Linked DNA regions of Mus musculus: all the other regions are linked to region 3. A link is a contact called in public HiChIP or PLAC-seq data. All regions are on one chromosome and are shown on one strand. Each heading gives the region's core, a stretch centred on a gene start, on an enhancer-like site or on the middle of the called end of the contact. The rest is flanking DNA. Distances are from core to core; before and after follow the strand shown.

Region 1 (4,605 bases), core at 1,970-4,469, 640 kb after region 3:
CACACACACACACACACACACGAGATGGGGGCCGGGGGAGAACTTTCATTCCATGGGTACCAAATAACCACAGGAAACCCCAAGGGCACAGCAAACCTGTGATTGGACTCAGGATATCCCAGAGCTGGTCAGTCATATTAGTGCCCCCGAGGGGCACCGAGTTCATGCTTTTACCTCTAAGCCTGCTTTCTTTCCTGGCAAGATATGAAGAGTAGGCAAGAGGGGGGCAACCCTCTCAGCCTGGGCATTGCATACCTGCAGCTTCCATCCAGCCTATGTACACATCCCCCTCCATAGTCAACTCTGCTGTTTATCTTCCAGCTAGCCGGATCAGCCGTTATTGCATTTGGACTATGGTTTCGATTTGGAGGTACCATGAAGGATTTATCATCAGAGGACAAGTCCCCAGAGTATTTCTATGTGGGTGAGTGACTTCAGTTTCCCTAAAGGTTGGGTATGAGGGACAGGAGAAAGGCAAAAGCCACTGTCTAAGTCTCTGGACCTATACACTTCTACTGGTATTGGGGGATGTGCCTCTGTGGCCCCTTCCTCCTCTCTCCAGGATAGAAGAAGGCCCCAGGAAAACTGATTTGTTTATTTAAAGAGGTATCAAGGAAATGTAACTAAAGTTTATCTTAAAGGGTTAGGGAACACCCTTCCTTCCTGGAGTGGTTCATCAGTCCATTCAAGCTGTCGTGGGGGACCCCCAATAAGTCATTATTTTACTTTGTGATCTGATGTTTTAACATGGAAACAACTCAAAATGAAGAAATAACTTCAAAGTTTTGGGGTGCTAATCTCAAAACTTCTGTCAGTAAAGACTTCTGAGAGAAGGGAAGACTCCCATCATGGGGACAGGAGAGACTTGTCCCTGGAGAAGGGGAACAGGCAGAGCGGCAGCAGCCATACCTTCTGCCAAGAAATAGGGTGACATAGATAAAGCTGGCGCTGTTCTCAGGGGCTTCGGTCCCTCTATTAACCCTGCCCTGCTCTCCTATGGTGGTTCTAGCACTGTCTTCATCAGTACAATCCAAAGGAGGAAACAGAAATTCCACTTCACCAGTCCTCTTCCGGAAGTCTCCTGTTGCAGCCTATTGACCAGACTTGCATTGTATATTTATGCCTAAGAGAAGAGACAGCAAAGGCTATAGCTCTAATTCTTGGCCCTTAGTTTCCTTGTGCCTGGTGCTTTGTTCCTACAAAAACCCTGTCCTCCAACTTCTGAGCACTGACTGTGTCCATGTTGTGTTTACAATCACTGGCCATGGGCTAACAGCAAGGGGAGATGTTGCTGAGGAACCAAGGCCGGGTACACCCACACTCATGCCACAGCACCGAGAAGAAGGATTCAGGCTCTACTTGTGGACTCTTTTACTGGTTTTGCTCTGCTAGGTAACTCATCCATTCTCAGTCTGCTTAGCTTAAGGGTGTTTAGGCCAACAAGCTGCGGGCTACACAAGCAGTTTGATGCCTGGCACTAGCATTAGGCTGGGAAGTGTAAGGGGGTCGGTAGAAATGAAAGAAGCATGTTTTACTGGAGTTAGAAGCCTACAGCTTCTGGCAGCCATTTAATCATAGCAGGGAGGAGACAGAAAGAAAGATGAGCGAAGATGGCCACGGACTGGATTCTGACAGCATCACTGTAGTCTCTTCGATGAGTACTAGCCTGGATTTTCAGTCATGTGTCTCACTAAATTTCCATTAGATTCAAGTCCGGTGGAGTGGGTTTCTATGGATGGTCACCATAGAAAGATTCCTGACAAACATGTCACAAACATAACATGAAAAGGCGTCTCTGTGTCTCAGGCCCTGTCCATCCACTTGGCTTAGCTTAGAGAGCAAAGCCGGAATGTTAGAGTAGAGCAGCTGACCCTCCTGCTCACCACAGGGAGCTCTGCGATTGGTAAACACCCAGCCCTGGCTTTCGGCACAGTGGTCAAATACCAACAGAACACTTTAGCTTGACTAAGTTTGTTCAACATTTCTGACTTAAGAGATCACAAGGTATTTTTAGGTTAAATCCAAAACTGTACCTGTGAAACTTTACTTACACCTCAAACCAGCAACACAGATGGAGCTACTCCTGGATCTCTTGCCTCTCCAGCCCTGTAGGACCACCCTCCCTCCCACTGGGTGGGAGGCTCCTTAGCTCACTGATCTGACCTGAAGAGGGAAACAGTCTCATGTAGACCAGGCTGGAATGGAACTTAATAGCTAAACCCTTGATCCTCCTGCCTCCACTTCTGAAGCACTAGGCTCTCAGGTGTGGGCCACTAAGCCTAAATGTTCTGTGTATTTTTCTTTAGAATGTGTTTCTGAGTCATCAGCTCATACCCATTGCCCTTCGGTTAAAGATGTCCTAAACAGGCTTAGCATGCTCAAGTGGTTCTTCAAGACACCAAGCCACAGCCAAGTGCAATGGTACCTGCCCGTGGCCCCAGCTTCTTGGGAATCAAGGAGGATCGCAGGCAAGGGAAGAAGAGAGGGGGAGCCATCCACTCAGCCTAGAGCGAGGAAGCCTCCAGAAAGACACAGAGCATAGCTCTGGGGAGGCAGCAGGCAGGCTTTTGGGGATTGACCCATGTTTGCAAAGATGCTCTCCCTTTTCGAATTCTTCTTTTCCCTCCATGATAATGGAGTTTCTCTCTGTCTCAATGCTCTGTACCAAGTGTCCAAGGCAGACAGAGTGGTAGGCATTAGCCAAAGCAGGGAGACACGAATGCGGGGAAATGAGGACATGGAAGGAGGTAGTCAGACCAACTGCTGCCTGCTGCCTCCATTTGTGTCCCTCTGGGTCAAGGCCAAGGCCTAGCAGCTGACCCAGGGTCTCTGTGTCCCTTGGTTGCCTAGGTGAGGAAGGAAGAGGCTGGCAAGAGCGGGGCTGGCAGGGAGAAAACCTGGGTTACTTGGAGTTTCCTAGACCTTCTCCGTTCCAGTTTCTCTCAGGGAACTCAAGCCCCTGCTCCTTCCTAATTCCAACAACCTGCCCCTCTGATTACCTGTCCTGGCCCCTCCCCATGTTTTGGAAGGGTGAATGCCTCGGGGTCTTCCAGGATCATAGAGTGGGGAATGGTCCTCTCTGCCTCAGGAAGCTGGAGCACATGAGCTCATGTCTGTGAGCCGAGGATGTGAGCAGGTTTCTCCACTGGGGGTGCCCACACAAACAGGAGCCACTTGGCTCTGCAGTCCCAGCCTGGCTACATCTGCCTTTCCCTCTTCGATTCAGAGTCCCGGAGTCTGACTTTGATTGTGGCTGAGGTTGTGTGGAAGGAAAGTGTTCCGTTGCTAACCATTCAGGGGCTGGCTTGCCTTTATAAACACTCTGACTCACTCTGGTAATATTTTTTTAACTTCATATCTGATACCATGCTAGCTGGATAACAGAGACTACCATGTCTGGACAGTTTCTCCAAAGCCATTCTACAAGAATCAGAATAGGTAATTATGCCAGAATTGCAGATCACAACCCTGAAGGAGAGAGGGGACTTAACCATACCCAGTCTCAGCAGCCCAGAGCTCTGGACCCTAGCCTGTTCTTTTATGGGAAACACCCAGGAAGCAGCAATTTTAGAAATCTCAGGAACTCTTCTACCATTTATACATGGCAGATTTCTAGGTAAGAAACTCACTGTTCTGTGTCTCTACTGGAAATGTAGCCTGGGAGTTTGGGGTTCACACTTTGGCTGGATTCCAGTTCACACTTTGGCTGGATTCCAGTTTACCTGTTATAGCTTTGCAGCTTTCATTAGCTGCGCCTCTGGTTCTTTAGATGTGGACTGTGAACGTGCATAAGTGCAGGGCCAACTCAGCTAGAGGTGAGTTATGAACAAATACTAACTCTCAGTACTCACGGACCGAGGGGATGCTGAGGAAAAGCCATCTCATGAGGGAAGACAGCATGCGAGAGGAGCAGTTGGGATGGGCTTAGACCAGCTATCACACGGACCTTCCATCAAGTGGGTTCTTGACCCGTGTCAAGTGCAGAGTACAGGCATCACCTGGAGAGGGCTAGGCCATCAGGAAGTGGTACTTCCCACCAGTGACATGGATGGAATGAGACACGTAACGCACCTGGAATACTAACTGCTATCTGGTAGCTCCTGCGGCTGTTATTTAGAAAGCATCTAACCCTTTCCCATGAGCTCAGACTCATATAGATTCTCCTAAACACATAGATACAGCCAACCCATAGAATTGGTTCACATCCATTGGTTCAGCATCTACAAATCCAAGAAACCCCAGGTCAAAGTTTTTTTTTTTTTTAATGCATCTCTTCTGAACATGGACAGACCTTTTCATGCCATTAATCCCTAAATAGTAAGCCCAACAACTCTAGAACATTTGTGTTGTGCTAGATATGGTAAGTAATCCAGAGATGATTTAGAGGATGTAGGGGGTTGTGGGTGAATTATGTGTAAATATGATGCATTTCATGAGTGGCTCCATGCATCCACTGGTTAGTATGTGAGGGGTCCTGGGACTAAACCCCATGGAGACTGAGTGATGATGGCTGTAATTATGTGCGTCCAAGGGAAACTGGAAGGAAAACTTCTGCACACACACACACACACACACACACACACATATCAAAAAAAAATTAGATGA
Region 2 (4,498 bases), core at 1,420-3,919, 560 kb after region 3:
GCGACCAGAGCACTTGAGAGGTTTAGCCGAACTGAGTGAACTGAAGACAAGGCCAGCAAAATGTCCCCGTTACCCTCGGCTGTGTCCAGGTTATTTATGTCCTTAAGAATCCCAAGATCCAAGAATTTGCACATTTTTTAAGCATCTACTCATTCATCCAGAAATGACTTGTAGACTTTACAGGGCTCTGGGCTTCGTTCTAAGGCATTTTCAAGGTTATAGCACCAACCTGGTGTTAGAAATTCCAAAGGCGTGCCACAGAGATGAAGAGGAGGACTGTGCTGGGCCAGTGCCAGGGAGGGGGGCACTTAGCAGTGGGCAAGTGCAGGGCTAGCAGGGCACTGGGATCTGGCTGGCTTGCCTTTCCCTAGGCTGAGATGGCTCAGGTCTGGCTGGCTCGCCTTTCCCTAGGCCCCCTCTAGGCTGAGATGGCTCAGATATGGCTGGCTCGCCTTTCCCTAGGCTGAGATGGCTCAGGTCTGGCTGGCTCACCTTTCCCTAGGCCCCTCTAGGCTGAGATGGGTGAGAATGAGGAGAATTTTTAAAGCAGTTTTTGAGCTAGGGACATAGCTCGGTTGGTAAGAGGCTTGCCAAGCACACACAAAGCCATCTCCTCATACAACAGGGAGTGGTGGTGAATGCCTGTAAGCCCAGCACTCAGGAGGGGGAAGCAAGAGGATTAAATGTTCAAGGTCATTCTTGGCTACATAGTGAGTTAGAGGGCGGCGTAAGCAATACAAGACCCTGCTTCAAAAAACTAAGTCAATGATCATCACAAATTTGTTTAATTTTCCCCCCATTATCTTTTCAGATGAAGGCGTGCACTGGTCATTCTCTGTCTCCAAATAACACACTACACTGATCTCCTGGCCTTCCTAGCGTTTCTCACACAGTGGGCTCTATCCAAATACAAAACTAATGTGTACAGTGCAGCGGGAGAACTGGTCGGGAGTGAGGACATAAATCAGCAGAGAAGTAGACAGAACCAAGCACACACACCTGAGCACTCAGGGAGGCTGCGTAGGCCAAAGGCTGAAGAGAGAGAGAGGGTGGTAAAAAGAAAAGGCGGTCACACTGGGGAGGCCCAGGGAGAGGGGCAACTTGGAAACTTGGAAACTTCAAGATAGGATTCTGTGGAGTCCTGTGAGCTGGGGAATGTGCGTGGTCAGAAGGCAGAAATTGCGCATCCTTTTTCCTCTGACGCATCCAAATATAAGAAGAGAAATGTGTTGTAAAACTTGTGCAACACTTGAGGAAAAGACTTTGGAGATGGGATACCCTTGGCTTTGAGTTGGATCTTCTAATAATAGTCTCTGTCTGTCTCTCTGTTTTTGTCTTTCTTTGTGTGCCTTTGTCTCTGTCTCTCTGTGTCTCTCTGTCTCTCTCTCTGTGTCTCTCTGTCTCTCTCTCCCTCTCTCTCTCTCTCCTCTTTTCCCTCGTTCCCCCTTCATCCTCAGTGAAAAGGCCCACCAGACAAAGAACTCTAGGTCCCCCAGAAAGCCATCAGCAAAGCACTAAGGCTTTCAGACCAACAACCTACAAGGACCCCTATCCTGCCAAAAGTCATGTAGCTGAAAGCAGACGGAACCCAGACTGAGTCTATATAATGCAGAAACTCCTATCAGTCCTGTAATGATGGCTATGAGACTCTGTAGCAGAGGACTGGGCTAGGCTACAGCACAATCTGGGCTTTAGCAACCCGAGCCCACGTTATGCGTCAACACCTAGCTGACACAGGACAGTTCCTTATGATGAGGAAGGTTCTATCTAGACTCAAGACTTTTGTTTTCCTAGATTGTACAGAGCCCAGACACCAGATCCACAGATCACATTAGTCACGATTGAGTCAGCACTAGGAGGAAAGCATTCTTTGGGGGGAGACTAGGGGCTCTGAGGTAGCCTAACTGTTGCTGAGACTCTTGCGGGAACAAAGGCTGCAGGCAGCGAAAAGGGAACACAAAATGTGTGATTCAGAGAGCTGGCCTCCACATTCTGAGGCTGGAAGGAGTCAGACCCAACTACTACCCAGAGGTTGGCCTTGACACTTGGACTTCTTTCTCTGAACTGAGAGAAAAAAAACAGATGTTTTAGATTTGGGTTTGCCTTTAAGAAAGAAGGAAAAGCATTGGTGTTCACTGAGAGACAAACACAAGCCATTTTCAAAGTCTGGGGAAATGGAACTGCTGGTCAGGGTTAGAAGAGGGAGGAAAGGCTCAGAATCAGTAAACCTTTTAAGGAAGCTTTGGTGAGTCAGAAGTATATATGAAACGATAATAAAGGTCCCCAGAGTCAGAGGACCTGAGGATGGCTCAGGAGTGCTGTCTGGAGGCCGGGGGAGGAGTCTACTCTGCCACTGCCTTAGACCCTCCAAAGGAGAAGGAGACTGTGTCGAAGCTGCCAGAAAATCTTCAGGGGACATGTGAGCTTCTGGCTTGGTGAGAAAGAAGAGAGGCTTGGAGAACCAAGAGGAGTCTATCTCACCAGAACAAGGGTTCTACTATGCTTGGTGAGAAACTCCAGAGGGAAGCAAGTGTGTCCTGGGTGGGGTGAGGCAGACTCAACCATAAGGAAGCCAGAGGCACTTTTCAATGGCAGAGGTAGAGGAGGCTGAGGGCTACGGATGAGCCAGAGGTCAGAGGTTCCTGTTGGCTTGGCGAGAGCACAGTGGTAGCGGGTAAGTTCATTGACTTGACCAGTCTTCAAACTCCAGCTGAGCATGATTCATCAGTAGCTTCAACAACAGCAACTCATTTGAGTACTTAGAGCCAAAAGCCCAAGCCTCCTCCAAGACTGTCTCCAGATGACTGCAGATTTCAGGAAAACACTGGCATGCTGTTTTCCTGTGGCAAACAGTGGCAAACAGAACCCATTAAAGTGCTGGCTAGTTTATGTTAACTTGACACAAGCTAAAGTCATTTGGGAAGAGGGAACATAAGTTGAGTAAACTCCCTCACCAGATTGGCCAATCATTGCGTTTTCTTTTTGTATTTGATGTAGGAGGGCTGTGGGGCTTTGAATCAGTGTGATCCCCATAGGCTCACATGCTTGAATGCTTGGCCTATAGGGAATCAGGAGGTGTGGCCTTCTTAGAGGAATGTGTCACCATGGAGGCAGGCTTTGAAAACTCATATATGCCCAAGCTACACTGAGTGTGACATAGTCTCTCCTCCTGGCAGCCTTTGGATCAAGATATAGAACTGTCAGCTCTGTCTCCAGCACCATGTCTGCCTGCATGCTGCCATGCTTCCCACCATGATGATAATGGACTAAACCTCTGAAACTATAAGCCAGCCCCAATTAAATGTTTTTCTTTATAAGAGTTGCCATGGTTATGATGCGTCCTTGCAGCAATGGATACTCAAACTAAGACAAAGGCTTGGGCCACTGTGAGCAGTGTCACCCCTGGGCAGATGGTCCTGAGGTCTATAAGAAGGCAGGCTGAGCCAGCCGGTAAGCAGCACTCCTCCATGGTCTCTGTTTAAGTACCAGCATCTAGGTTCCAGCCTTGTCTGTGTTTCTGCCCCAAGTTCTCTCAGTGTTGTACTGTATGTACTGTGGAACTGTACATGAGCTAAATCCTTCCCTCCCCAAGTTATCTTCTGTCTTGGGGCTTCAGCAAAATAATACACCACTAAATCTAATGACCTGAGTTTAATCCCCAGAACCCACGTGGTGGAAGGAGAGAACCAAATGACCCCACAAACAATCACAGATAGATAGATAGATAGATAGATAGATAGATAGATAGATAATGCATACATACATACATACACACGTATGTACATAGACAGACAGACAGACATGCAGGCAGACAGGCAGGCAAGCAGATGTAAAAAAGTAAATACACTTCTACATTTATTCTTTAAAATTTTTCCATCAAGCACTTTACCACATGGCTAATTAGCATAGAGGGAAGAAACTTGGACCAATCTTCAGGGAGCTGGGTCTTGCTTCCAGCTCCATCCTGACAAGCTATGTGACCTTAAACTAACTTCCCTCACTCCATATGCCAAGCAAGGGGCTAAACCAGATTCCCTCATGTCCCTGCAGCACCAACATTGCAAGTTCCTGCAAACAGAGAACACGAAGCCAGCTCTGAAGACCAAGCGGGTTAGTTTTCAGTTATTTCACTCTTCAAATAAAGGAAACATTCCAGTCCTTATCTGTAACCTTCTGGAGACTTCCTATCCATTGATAGGATTCCCTGTGGGAAGTGTTTTGAAATAGTGGTCATTACTGTGAAATGAAATGCTGGAGATTTATCTGCAAGCAAGGCTAAAAGTTTTTAGTGATTTTTTTTTTCCCAAACGTATGAGAAATCTTTATCCAACTGGACGTGAGGCAGATTCTTTTCTGAAGTATCTTGTTTGTATTCTTAACACTAGGTTTAGCAGGAGTAAGGAGTTGAAGCCGGAGAGCTTGTCACTTACTCAGAAAGCTGTTGGGGAAGATAGACTGACAGCCGCTGGTGAATCACGTCTAAGCCATCTCATGTCTA
Region 3 (4,820 bases), core at 1,455-3,954:
GATCATGGTGTTTGTGCAGGAATAAAAACCCTGACTAAGACAAATTGGTACCAGCAGAGTGGGGTATTCCTGTGACAACCTGACCATGTTTTGGGGAGGACTGTGGAAGGACTTTGGAACTTTGGGCTTGAAGATCCATCCGTTGTTAAGAGCTCTGTCGGATGTTGTGTAGGAGCTTGGAAGATAATATTGAGAACACTGCAGAAGATGGAGGTCTGGTTTGTGAAATCTCAGAGAGAAAATTAAAGACTCTTTTTAGGGCCATTGCTATTTTGATTGTGAAGATTCTGTAGTTCTGGTTAGCTGGGGCTGAAGAATCAGCTGTGATTAATAAGATACCAGAACTACTAAAGCAAAAACTTGGCATTACTGGGACTATTGATGCTGGTTAGCTGGAGCTAAGAAATTAGCGGTGATTAAGAAGAGACCAGCATCATTGAGGTCACATCTTCTGGGAAGTGTTTTCTGAAAGCACAAAGAGGCTGTGTTCCAGAGATAGCCAAGGTTGTACTCCTGCTACAGTGGGACTTGGTAATATGTAAGGGTCACCCAGATGGTACTGGTTTTGAAGGCATGAAGGGGTCACGCAGAGCAGCTGAGGCTTGGCACTGTGAGAGGCCATGGAAGGCCACTGGTGAAGGTGCAGCCTCAGTTGCAATTGACGGCCCAGGACTGAAGGGGTCATGCAGTGTTTTGGAGATGCCAGTACCATGAGATGACTACCGAGAGCAGCAGCACAGTGGAGTCCAGGCATCTGGAGCATAGAGGACGATGTGTGTACTACAAAGGGCATGGCTGGAGAAGTGACCCAAGCCCTTGGAGGAGCCCAGAAGATTGTGAGTTGGATCCCAGACATTGGATGGTTAGAGATTGACTTTTGCTTTTGATTGTGACTGTGCTCTGATATTTTCCCTCTTGAAGGAAGAAACTATTTTAGTGGAGATTTTTAATTGTAAAAAGACTTTGGATTTTAGAAGATATTGGACATTTTAAAGGGATTGACTTTTAATATGTAAAGACTGTGGGACTTTTAAAGTTGTTTAGATCTTGGGGATGAATAAGAAATTAAGGGTTCAGGCTTACTAGTGATGTGTTTGTGTGTCAAGTTGACAAGGGGTCAATTGTACTGGCTAGTTTTGTGTCAACTTGACACAGCTGGAGTTATCACAGAGAAAGGAGCTTCAGTTGAAGAAATGCCTCTATGAGATCCAACTGTAAGGCATTTTCTCAATTAGTGATCAAGGGGGAAAGGCCCCTTGTGGGTGGGACCATCTCTGGGCTGGTAGTCTTGGTTTTATAAGAGAGCAGGCTGAGCAAGCCAGAGGAGGCAAGCCAGTAAAGAACATCCCTCCATGGCCTCTGCATCAGCTCCTGCTTCCTGACCTGCTTGAGTTCCAGTCCTGACTTCCTTTGGTGATGAACAGCAGCATGGAAGTGTAAGCCGAATAAACCCTTTCCTCCCCAACTGCTTCTTGATCATGGTGTTTGTGCAGGAATAAAAACCCTAAACAGGAGTTAACACAGTTACATCTTACTTTGTGTATATATATATATACTTATATATATGCATACATGCATATAATTACATACATACAATAAAACACAACACAATGTGATATAATACCATAATTGTCCAGATCCTAGGGGATTCCTTCTTGTGTATAAATAAGATTATTCTGAAGCTGCTGTGTAAGAGAAAAATTACTAGTTAAAGCAACCCACACAAAAAAAGAAAATTGATTGGAAACCCAACTCCTATGTGTTTTCAGGACTCACCTCATAGAGGCTACAGCCTGGGCTGTGTGGTGCAGACAGAAGGACAGACAGAATGGAGACAGCAGAGTTAGACCCCCTGCACCCCACTCCCCACACACAGATGTGTCAACTGAGTCTTGATAAAGGCATGGGCTAGGTGCAGAGGAAGGAAGGCTATCTACAAATGGTGCTGGGGTCAACTAGCACAAAGCAGAAAAAGCCCCCAAACTGTTGCATGGCTTCTTCAGGACTTCATCCAAATAACCCGTGTCCCATAGAACGAAGAGTAAAGCTGTAAGACTTTTAGAGAAAAGATGGTACCGTTCAGAATTTAGCACTTGGCCTTAACATTAAAAATCCCGTTTATAGCCAGGCACAGTGACACATACCTTTAATCCCAGCAAACCGGAGGCAGAGTCAGATAGACCTCCATGAGTTCAAGGACAGCCTGATCCACATACTGAGTTCAGCCAAAGCTACATACATAGTGAGACCCTGTCCAAGAAAAAAAAAGCAACAACAACAAAATCCCATTTATAAATGAAAAACTGCTAAATTAGACTGCATGGAAATTAAATTCCCCATTTATGTGTTGGCATGTATGTTTTCATATGTGCACAACTGCTTCAACTGCTCTCTGGCCCTAGTGTGTGTGTGTGTGTGTGTGTGTGTGTGTGTGTGTGAGAGAGAGAGAGAGAGAGAGAGAGAGAGAGAGAGAGAGAGAGAGAGAAATGAAAAGTTAATGTACTCTATAAAAAAAACAGGGAAACAACAGCACGGGGAGACATTTCACAGAAGCAGCCATACATAAACGCAGCACATGTTGAAGTAAATGGTCACAAAGCACACATTCAAACCACAAGGAAACATTGCTGCATCCCTAGGAGAAATGACTAAAATGTAACTGATGATAACACTCATGGCTGCCAAGGTTGTCAGGGAACTCATACATTATTCATGAGGATGTGCAACAGTTCCAAGGGGCCAGAGAACAGTTTGGTGGTTTCAGTGAGAACTAAGCCTGAAACTCCCATGTGAGTCACAATTTACTCTCCTAGTCATTTATTCCTGTGATTAGGACTAACGTTTAACTCAAAATCCCACAGAGCAACTCTGTTCATCAGAGCCAACGGCTGGAAACAACTCAGATACCATTTGGTAGGAGAATGGTTAAGCAAACTGTGGTATGTCCACACCATGAACGTTGACTTAGCAGTGAAAAGGGACATACCTGGTGATACGATACAGGCAGCAAAACATCAGATGCTCCAGATAGATCATTATGCCAAGTGTAAAGAGTTATCTCAACTCTTGTGAGGCTACACCAGTGCCTGGCAAATGCAGAAGTGGATGCTCACAGTCATCTATTGGATGGAACACAGGGCCCCTAAAGAAGGAGCTAGAGAAAGTACCCAAGGAGCTAAAGGGGTCGGCAACCCTATAGGAGGATCAACAAATGAACTAACCAGTACCTTCCAGAACTTTGTCTCTAGTTGCATATGTAGCAGAGGATGGCCTAGTCGGCCATCAGTGGGAGGAGAGGCCCTTGGTCTTGAGAAGATCATATGCCCAAGTACAGGGGAATGCCAGGGCCAGGAAGCGGGAGTGAGTGGGTTGGGGAGCAGGGTGGGGGCAGGGTATAGGGGACTTTTGGGCTAGCATTTGAAATGTAAATGAAGAAAATAGCTAATTAAAAAAAAAGTTATCTCAAAAAGGTACCCGATACTTGATTCAGTGTCTAGACATCATATGATTGACAGCAGATGGCGGAATTCCTGGTTTCAGGATCCAAGGCAGGGGAGGGGATGGGACAGCGCAGAATGGCTGTGACTATGAAGGACAACAGCGGGCCCCTTGTGGTGATGGACAGTGCTCTGTACTTTAACTGTTGTTGCTACTGTCTGGTTTGTGACATTGTACCTCAGTTTCACAAGATCTTGCTTCTGTAGAAAACCAGAAATGTGTGTGTTTAAGGGATCTCACTTTTGTAGTTCTTACAACTGCATATGAACCCAGACACTTTGAAAAGTAGTATTAGGGTTCGAAGTGTAGCACAATGTTTCAGTTAGAAATGGACCAGCATTTGTAAGGTTGCAGGTTCAATCCCCCGACAGCTCATTTTTTATGATCTCCCCATTTCTGTCCAGACCCCTTTTGAGATGGCGAGATGACAGAGAGATGACACTCTATTAATTTAGAGTCCTTATTTGTTCATAGCTGAGTTTCAGGAAGCTTGGCTGGATGCAGCGCCATCTCCTGTATTGCTGTCTGCTAAGAGTGCTTTTTAGCTAACTCTCCATCCAAGGCTTTGCTGCATCCTCCTGGACATTAGGGTCAGTGGTACCTTCTTCCTCAGACACTCCTTGCAGTTCTTCTTCACTATGGGCTGGATACCAACGGGCACCTGCATCACGACAGTGCAGGGGCAGGAAGCCTTCAGGACTCTTTTCCTTAAAGGGGTGTTCTTCATTTGTCAACTACAAAAGATCTCAGAGCTCCACGCCGGGTCCCTGCTGGGTGTCTGAGCACCCTTGGTTCCTTTCAGATTCTCTGTGCCCCAATTTTATCTTCTCAAAGGCAGAAAGGGCTGGTCCCCATGGATGCGTTTTTCCAGGGCTCTCTTCTTAGCCTCTCAGATTCTCATCACTCTCCTGGCTCATCTGTGGTCAGAGTGGCAGGGAGTATAACTGGTACTGACACTTGTGATGATGTCTGCCATCTCTCGTCCCTTAACTCATTTCCCCTACCTATTTGTCTTTTCAGCTTGTGGCCCAGGTCCTGGAACATAAAAACATAGGCTTTGTGATGGTGGATTCGAGGAAAGAGGCCAAGCTTGCTAAGAGGCTGGGTAAGTTTGAAATTTAAAATCTGCTAGGAAGAAACAAATATATCTCATAAAAAATGAAGTTGTACTTATCTTGCATGGCAACTGGATTATTTTTAAACACATATTAAAAGATAGTAGGGCTGGTGAGATGGCTCAGTGGGTAAGAGCACCCGACTGCTCTTCCGAAGGTCAGGAGTTCAAATCCCAGCAACCACATGGTGGCTCACAGCCATCCGTA

The links. HiChIP or PLAC-seq counts read pairs in DNA pulled down with a chosen protein or histone mark.
Region 1: a FOXA1 HiChIP or PLAC-seq map of pancreatic cancer cells shows a contact between it and region 3. The contact joins two enhancer-like sites. A contact is called at or near these places in 2 of 115 datasets of contacts at active chromatin or transcription factors (extraembryonic endoderm stem cells and pancreatic cancer cells).
Region 2: a contact with region 3 is called in a FOXA1 HiChIP or PLAC-seq map of pancreatic cancer cells. The contact joins two enhancer-like sites. A contact is called at or near these places in 2 of 115 datasets of contacts at active chromatin or transcription factors (extraembryonic endoderm stem cells and pancreatic cancer cells).

What each region holds. Positions count from the first base shown.
Region 1 is chr3:102,749,437-102,754,041 of GRCm38.p6, forward strand. It overlaps Tspan2 (tetraspanin 2), which reads left to right. Exons shown (of 8, transcript NM_027533.3): 2 at 322-424. Among named protein-coding and RNA genes, the nearest start is that of Tspan2os, 16 kb to the left of the region's middle. Within about 2 kb of position 3,220, at least 23 of the 459 cell types and tissues checked have an H3K27ac peak or open chromatin away from gene starts, as enhancers often do. A contact at or near this core is called in pancreatic cancer cells, where this site is marked.
Region 2 is chr3:102,666,057-102,670,554 of GRCm38.p6, forward strand. No RefSeq gene overlaps it. Among named protein-coding and RNA genes, the nearest start is that of Gm40112, 26 kb to the right of the region's middle. Within about 2 kb of position 2,670, at least 55 of the 459 cell types and tissues checked have an H3K27ac peak or open chromatin away from gene starts, as enhancers often do. A contact at or near this core is called in pancreatic cancer cells, where this site is marked.
Region 3 is chr3:102,105,722-102,110,541 of GRCm38.p6, forward strand. It overlaps Casq2 (calsequestrin 2), which reads left to right. Exons shown (of 11, transcript NM_009814.4): 2 at 4,519-4,603. Among named protein-coding and RNA genes, the nearest start is that of Casq2, 22 kb to the left of the region's middle. Within about 2 kb of position 2,705, at least 11 of the 459 cell types and tissues checked have an H3K27ac peak or open chromatin away from gene starts, as enhancers often do. A contact at or near this core is called in pancreatic cancer cells, where this site is marked.